2 separate regions of the Sus scrofa genome follow, and region 1 is linked to region 2. The links are chromatin contacts, called in public HiChIP or PLAC-seq maps. All regions are on one chromosome and are shown on one strand. Each heading gives the region's core, a stretch centred on a gene start, on an enhancer-like site or on the middle of the called end of the contact. The rest is flanking DNA. Distances are from core to core; before and after follow the strand shown.

What was found. HiChIP or PLAC-seq counts read pairs in DNA pulled down with a chosen protein or histone mark.
Region 1: a contact with region 2 is called in an H3K27ac HiChIP or PLAC-seq map of alveolar macrophages. The contact joins two enhancer-like sites. A contact is called at or near these places in 1 of 5 promoter capture datasets (liver), 30 of 47 Hi-C or Micro-C datasets (adipocytes, adipose tissue, alveolar macrophages and 15 more) and 2 of 2 datasets of contacts at active chromatin or transcription factors (alveolar macrophages and skeletal muscle).

The regions. Positions count from the first base shown.
Region 1 is chr2:24,751,369-24,755,306 of Sscrofa11.1, forward strand. All of the region lies in intron 2 of PRR5L (proline-rich protein 5-like), which reads right to left. The region is part of intron 1 of LOC106507997 (a long non-coding RNA gene); the gene reads left to right. Among named protein-coding and RNA genes, the nearest start is that of PRR5L, 59 kb to the right of the region's middle. Within about 2 kb of position 1,338, at least 1 of the 83 cell types and tissues checked has an H3K27ac peak or open chromatin away from gene starts, as enhancers often do. A contact at or near this core is called in alveolar macrophages, where this site is marked.
Region 2 is chr2:24,629,840-24,633,754 of Sscrofa11.1, forward strand. No RefSeq gene overlaps it. Among named protein-coding and RNA genes, the nearest start is that of TRAF6, 23 kb to the left of the region's middle. Within about 2 kb of position 1,757, at least 2 of the 83 cell types and tissues checked have an H3K27ac peak or open chromatin away from gene starts, as enhancers often do. A contact at or near this core is called in alveolar macrophages, where this site is marked.

The DNA of each region.
Region 1 (3,938 bases), core at 88-2,587, 120 kb after region 2:
AATTCCCAAACATCTTTTCCAAATGCATCTGGACGCCAAACCCTCCGCTAGTGCCCTAAGCACTATCCCTTCCCCAATATCTGCTTGAGACATCTTTCCCCCCATTTCTGCATCTTTATCCTCGTCTCTTCCACCAGCCCCTTTTCTTTCCCTCCAGTGTGTATTCATCGCCATGGGGAGAAGAAAAAAACAGGCTCCACGTGGCCAGCTGCTCCTTGTAGTGATAATTCTATGTCTCTCTCCACTATTACTGGCAGACTCCTGGAAGTGATCTATACATCAAGGCCTCCCTTTTCTCACCTCCCTTGACTCCTGGAAGCCCTTGCAGTCTGGCTGCCATCCCAGTGCTTTACAGAAACCACCCACCCAAGGGTCAATGATGTGCTTGTTCTAAATCAAATGGCTTTGACTTGGTCGTAACTCTCTTTGACGTCAATGACGGGGCTTCTCTCATAGCGATAGTCATCGTGACAATACAGAAGCTTTTATACTTAAAAATAGGTCAGGTCTTAAAAAGCCATTTGTAAGTTTAGTAGTTAAAAGGGCTTTGGAGCCAGACTGCCTGGTTCACATCTTGCACAACTGACTGGCTGGATCCCTTGTGCCAAAGCTTCCAGATCACTAAACTGGGAACGTGACAATACCCAGCTTGCAGAGTTTCAGTGAAAGTCTATGAAGTATGCTTAGAACACTGACAGGTACATATTATACCCTCAATAAATGTGAGCTGCTATTGCTGGTATAAGATTTGCGAATCTAAGGGGACCGAGAAGGGTTTGTTTGCAACATTCATTCGCGTGCCCACTAAGCAGAAGCACTAGTTGACATTCTAAGGTTTCTAGTTCTCCTTGCTACTGTCATACATCTCTCTCAGGTATAGTTCCTTAAAATAGATCAGTCTGGAAATCTATAGAGGCAATTGGCACTCCCTCCCCAGGTGGTCTCCATAAGTATCTCAGAGATCTATGGTATCCACACCCCAATCACCCAAGGTTCATTTTATTTTTTATTTTTTATTTTTTAAATCTTTTTATTTTTTGGCCATGCTCAAGGCACGTGGAAGCTCCCAGGTCAGGGATCAAACCCTTGCCTCAGCAGTGACCTAAGCCACTGCAGTAACAACACCAGATCCTTAACCTGCTGAGCCACCAGGGAACTCTAGCCAAGGTTCATTTTAATGCGGAATGGAGTCATACGAACTTAGATTATGCAACACCCATGGCTTGCAACAAAAATCTCCAAGTGGCACTTTCCACTTTCTGCAAGCTAAGCCCTTGCGTTTTCCAATCCCTAGCTGGCTCCTAAATCTGCATGAGGTTTCTGGGGTTGATGCTCTGTTCCAGTCTCCTATTCAAGATTTTTTTTTTTTTACAGCCACACTTGTGGCCACTTCCTGGGCTAGGGGTCAAATAGGAGCCACAGCTGCAGGCCTACACCACAACTATGGCAACACGAGATCTGAGCCACATCTGTGACCTACGCTGCAGCTTGAGGCAATGCCGGATCCTTAACCCTCTGAGCCAGGCCAGGGATCGAACCCACATCTTCACAGAGACAACGTTGGGTCCCTAACCCGCTGAGTTGCAATGGAAACGCCTGAGATTTTTTTTTCCATTTTGCTCTTCATTTTTTCTTGCTAATAACTGTAGAGTGTGCAAGCTCAACATTTTCCACATACTGTATCATCCCCTCTTTGTTCTACATGATGGTGAGTTTGATGATGATGACAACGGAAGATATTTCTTGAGTCCTTACTATGTGTTAAGCTCAGTTCTCTGCCCATGATGGTCCCCACTGCCCCCACTTTGCCTCAAAGGCACATGCAGAATTCTTCCTCTCGCTTTCAATTTTAAACAATGACTTCTACTTTCATTTCCATTATGAGCAAGTCTCTGAGTAACATGTTCCACACTCTCCCTGCTCTTGTGCACATGAGAAATAAAGGATTTAGTAATATTCATAAGACACCTTCAAACCAGGCACAACACACCCCCAATAAGCCATAAATAAGGGGCAATCAAAAGGCTGAAGTTGGAGTTCCCGTTGTGGTGCAGCGGAAGTGAATCCGACTAGGAACCATGAGGTTGCGGGTTCAATCCCTCGCCTTGCTCAGTGGGTTAAGGATCCAGCGTTGCCATGAGCTGTAGTGTAGGTTGCAGACGCAGCTCAGATCTGGCATTGCTGTGGCTCTGGTGTAGGCCAGTGGCTACAACTCCGATTAGACCCCTAGCCTGGGAACTTCCATATGCCATGGATGCGACCCTAAAAAGACAAAAAAGGCCAAAAAAAAAAAGGCTGAAGCTAAAATAACTGTCCCAATGACTTCTTTCTCTTTTTGGTGGCAGTGGGTGTGTTTTACCCAGAACACAACTTTTCTTCCTAAGTTTAAAATAAGCTGAAAGATGATTAGAGAAGCTTCTGTGGGATGGTTGAGTGTTCACCAGGTCCCAGGCTCTGTGCTAAGAAGCTTTACATGCATTATCTTCTTGAATCTTCTAAACAATCACGAGCAGAGTAGTGTTAGCATCTCTATTCTGCAGATGAGGGAACCGAAGTTAAGAAAATAATTTGCCCTACTCAGCGGAAGCCAAGATTCAGACCCAGGCATATCTGACTTCAAAGCCCATGCTCTCAGCAGCTCAATTCCTAGGCTAATTCCTGCAGCGGGATGTTCTCCGGGTTGTCCATCCACATCTGACAGTCTCTTTTCTGCCTTCTCTCCCTTCTCCCATCCCCCGTGGGGCTTTTAAGTCCTGGAGGCGGTCATTCATTTTCACGTCATCCCTGATCTTGCCTATAAACATTTTAAACTCATCCCATTCACTCTGATCTCTCTAAAGACCTCCCTTCTGGCACATAGTACGTAAACAACACATATTTGTTGAATGAAGGAACAAATCACTTTTCTAAAGATTATTTGGAAAAGAGTAATCACTTCATTCTCGAGGAATGATCTAGAGCTCCAAATTTTGAGATTTTCTGGGTTTGGAGTTCCCATCGTGGCTCAGAGGAAATGAATCTGACTAGCATCCATGAGGACACAGGTTCGATCCCTGGCTCGCTCAGTGGGTTAAGGATCCGGCGTTGCCGTGAGCTGTGGTGTAGGTCGCAGATGCGGCTCAGACCCCATGTTGCTGTGGTTGTGGTGTAGGCTGGCAGCTATAGCTCTGATTTGACCCCTAGCCCGGGAACCCCTAAAAAGACAAAAAAAAAAAAAAAGATTTTATGGGTTTGGCTTATGCGATGGTGGATGTGCCCATTGTAAGCACATTGATACAAGGCATTGGTTCTCAACCCTGAGTGATTTTTGTACCCCCACCTCCACCACCCTGAGGGCATCCAGCAGTGTCAGAAAGACTTTAAATCCTCACCACTAGTGGCATCTCGTGGCAAGGATGTCATTAAACATCCTACAATACACAGGACAGTCACCTATAAGAAAGAACTACCTGGTCCCAAATGTCAGGAGTGCTGAAGCTGAGAAACCTGATATACGGGTTTGCTCTTCCTCTACCTGGTGTCCTGGTAGCTGAGGTGGGGCAGGGATGTATAAGCCCTCTATTCATCTAAGTGCCAAGTACCATAACCCAGGGTCCAACTGCCCTCTTATTTGAATGGAAGGAAAAGGAAAAATTGGGGGATCCCACTTGAGGATCCAGAGACATAACTTCCCTCGTCTGCACCTCCTCTGCCCCACCACGCACACACCCTTCCTCCACCCAGCTCCTCACTGTCTCCACCGGGACGAAATGCCTGCTCGATCTGCTCTCCTTCTCTCCAGGCTAAATCCTTGAGAGATTCAGGAGCTTGACCTGGATGCCCCGTTTCCCCTAACATGTGACATGAGGCACATTTGCTCCCTCTTCATCCTCTCTCCACCTTCCCTCTTCTCCACTTTCAGAATCCTTCTTCATGGAAAGTCCTCCAGGGCAGCAGAG
Region 2 (3,915 bases), core at 507-3,006:
TTTATTTCCAACTGATTTGAGATTCCTTTGGAGCCATTGTGAAAGATGGAAAGGAAGTAAGGCAGGTTTTCTGAATACAATTAGAGTAATAGAATTGAAATTGACTGTTTTTTATGCCTTTAGGGTCCATGTTTTTGGAATTTTTTTTTCACTACCCACAATAAATTAGACTAGATAGAGATAAATGAATAAATAATATGTACCCACCTAACATGAAAGGTTTATCAAACACTTGCTTTTAGTACATCTGATGCATTCTGATATTTTCTGTTCTTTTTTCACTTATAAAATATAGTCCCCAGAGCACAAATGGGTTTATCACAATGCCTTGCCTCCAGAGTCAAGATCTGAGGATTTAAAGTAGCCCAGAAGGCTAGAGGCCAAGTACACATACACACACAGTCAAGTGTCCACTGGGGTTAGTGGGGCCTTCCAGACTGTGCCTTGCTCTTGTTCCACCCAGTCTGGGCTCCAGCCCCATCCCCCACCTCACGCCACCACCCCACCCACCCCTGCCCACTCACAGTCTTGCCTCTTGGCTGTTCCTGATGTTCTTGCCTCTCTCTCCTTGACTCAGCCTGAGGTAGTCAGTTTTATTAAAGGAAAGCTCCGGTTCCACTGCTCCTCTGAATTCTTCTATGGACTGAAGGGCTAGTAAAACAAGATCCAGGAGTCCCCATTGTGGCTCAGTGGTAACGTACCCAACTAGCATCCATGAGGATGCAGGTTCGATCCCTGGCCTCACTCAGTGGGTTAAGGATCTGGCATTGCCATGAGCTATCGTGTAGGTCGCAGACCTGGCTCGGATCTGGTGTTGCTGTGGCTGTGGTGCAGGCCAGCAGCTGCAGCTCAGATTCAACCCCTAGCCTGGGAACTTCCACGTGCTGTGGATTTGGTCCTAAAAAGACAAAAAAAAAAAAAAAAATCCAGAACAATTTACAAACTCTTGTTTGATTTGGCTTTTGCCATCTATCTCCCCTGAGGCAAAGAGGTAGTGTGCTACTTGAATGAGGCAGGTAGGGTATGGGGAGAAGAGGGACGGAGATTTCCTAATACCTCAGAGAATTACTGGGGACATTTTCTTCTTAATTGGACTATGAGCTTTCAAGGAAAGGAATCAGAGATCTCTACTATGATCCTGGACTTCATTAAAGGAGAATTTTCAAAGAAGAGTCAAATTATGGCTCTCATACAGATAGCAAATGAGTGTGTGCTATTTTATTTAACTCTTAATGAGGGAACCCGGCAGATGCTGTAACCTGGAGAATCCAAAGGACAGACACACTTAGAGACCAAGAATATTTACATGAATGTCCAAATGGAGGAAAAACAAGAATCTACTTGCTAGAAGAGGAAAGTCAAGCAATCCTCTCCCCCAGGACATAATTTTTGTTTCCAGAAACAAGAATTATTTTGCATTGCTTTCAGTATCTATAGGACAGAGCTGTAAAGTAGCTTCCTGAGAGTGAGAATCCAGTAACCCAAGGCTGTCCTCTAAACTAGATAATGCATAGTGTTTATCAAAGCACAAAATTCCCCTACACCCTGCACTAACAACAGTTCATTGCAGCACATGAATTATAAATAAATAGACCTGTGGTGCCCATTCCTGCACAGATTGGACTGTTCCAATTTGTGTGAGGTGACAGCTTGCTTGTTTTAGCTCTTCCAAAATTGCAGGTTCAAAGTCAGGCATGAGCAGAGCAAACCCAGCTAAACAATCATTTGGCAGCAGGGGGCAGCAAAGCTTCATTCATAAAGAATGCAACCTTCAGAAAGAAATTTGTAAGATGGAGTTAGCCTGGAATCCTTGAAGTTTTAAGGTGTCCATAAATCCCCTTAGATTATAGGCATAAAGTTGTACTTCGTGCATTTTTTGGAGAAGAGATTCTTTAATTTGTTTTGCTTTGGGTCTGATGAAGGCTATGAAGCATTTTCCCCTGATATCGGAATGTCCACGTCCCAACTATCATATTCGCAAGTTGATTCCCAAATTAGCTTCAAATTAGAAATGCCTGAGGAACTATTGTCGAACCACAGCAAGTAGCCATTTTTGTAAGGTCAGTAAAGGGTTAAGTATCAGCAGTTTCTTGAGGTTCAACCAGTATATTCAGATTCCCAGTCACGTCAGCTCCCCTGTTCTGATACAGCCAGTGGGTGGATGAACATTTGAGATTGACCACCATCTCCAAGTTGAAGTTTAGGAAAATGGACTTTTGCACCCTAGTTCATCCCAAGGCCTCAGGTTTAACCCCAGTCATGTCTATCCACAGTGAACAGTGAGAGGCAAGTCGGTATTAGGGCCATCACTGCCACGCAGTTCACTGGGGGGCTTTCTCAAGGTGTCTCAAGCCTCAAAATCTCTTGGGGTGCTTCTTAAAATGCACATTGTTCAGAGTTCCCTTGTGGTGCAGCGCATTAAGGACCTGGCAGTCGTCACTGCAGTGGCTTGGATTGTTACTGCGACATGGGTTTGATCCCTGGCCTGGGAACGTCCATGTGTTGTGTGGCCAAAAAAAAAAAAAAAAAAAACATATGATTTGGCCCTCGCCAAATGTGTGGAATTAGATTTTTTGAGTGGTAGGCTGGAGAATCTGCATTTCTTTTAATTTTTTTAAAAATTGTAGTTGATTTACAGTGTTGTGCCAATTTCTGCTGTACAACAAAGTGACTCAGTTTGTGTCATTCTTTTTCATATTCTTTTCCATCGTAGTGTATCCCAGGAGATTGGATAGCATTCCTTGTGCTATATGTTGTTTATCCTTTCTAAATGTAATAGTTTTTGTCCCCTAACCCCAAACTCCCAATCTATCCCTGTCCCTAACCCCCCATTGGCAACCACAAGTCTGTTCTTTATGTCCCTGCATCAGTTTCTGTGAGAATCTGCATTCTGTAGGGTCCCTAGGTGACTCTCACAGAAGAAGGGAGGGGAAAATGATCTGGGGTCTGTTAGCTAAATCAGAGTGTAATTGTTAAAATGGTAAAGTCATGGCGCTCATTCAAATATAGAATGGGTGTGTGTTAAAGGTTTTGCTCAGTTCATTAATTTATGATGGAACCATTAGATGGTAAAGCAGATTCCAAAAACATTTGGAAAAAAAAAGAGTTTATATAATCCACTAGGAAAAGCATTTTCAAAACCAAGGAATGTTAGAATATGATTGCTAGGTTACAGCAGAAACCAGTTAATGTCCTACAAGCTATTAAGCCGTAACCTTTAGGGTTATCATTCCTACCAGATAGAAAGATACAGATTAACATGGAACTTTGCAGTATCTGGGCTACTATCACATAATAAATAGCAAAGTCAAACACAGATACATTCTCCCATAAAATTAAATAATCCGCAGGTGAACTCGTTAAATAATTCCTGAGTGTGACTTTGAAAGGACATGCAGCCCAACTTTTGCTTTATTTTCAAGTTTTAGTGATTCTTTTTTACAGGGAATAAAGACAGCAGAACGTGAAATGTGCGACTCCACGTCTCTGGGTGAAAAAATTCAGGCTGGAGCAGTTCTTTCAAAAACAAGACCCAGTTAATTCACAGGGAGGATAAAACTGATACTCAAAATTCATGTGTAACTTCCTTGGATTTATTTTAGACACTAGCTATAATCACTTCCTGCTTTTTAAATAAGTGATGTGTCATCTCTGTAGTTATTTGTCTTACAAACTGGTCATTCTCTAATAATTTCTCTTAAAACTTTATCTTAAAAGTTGACTAAGGTTTTCAACACCATTCTTTTTTTTGATATAAAAATTTCAACACTTTATTTTTTAAACATCAGAAATATCCTCTGATTTTTATGAAATAATTGTCCAGCTAGGAAGTTAAACTTTGACCATTAAGAAACATTAACTGAAATAGAAAAACCAGGGGTGTCACCCGAACCTCAATATTTTTTTAAACTTTTT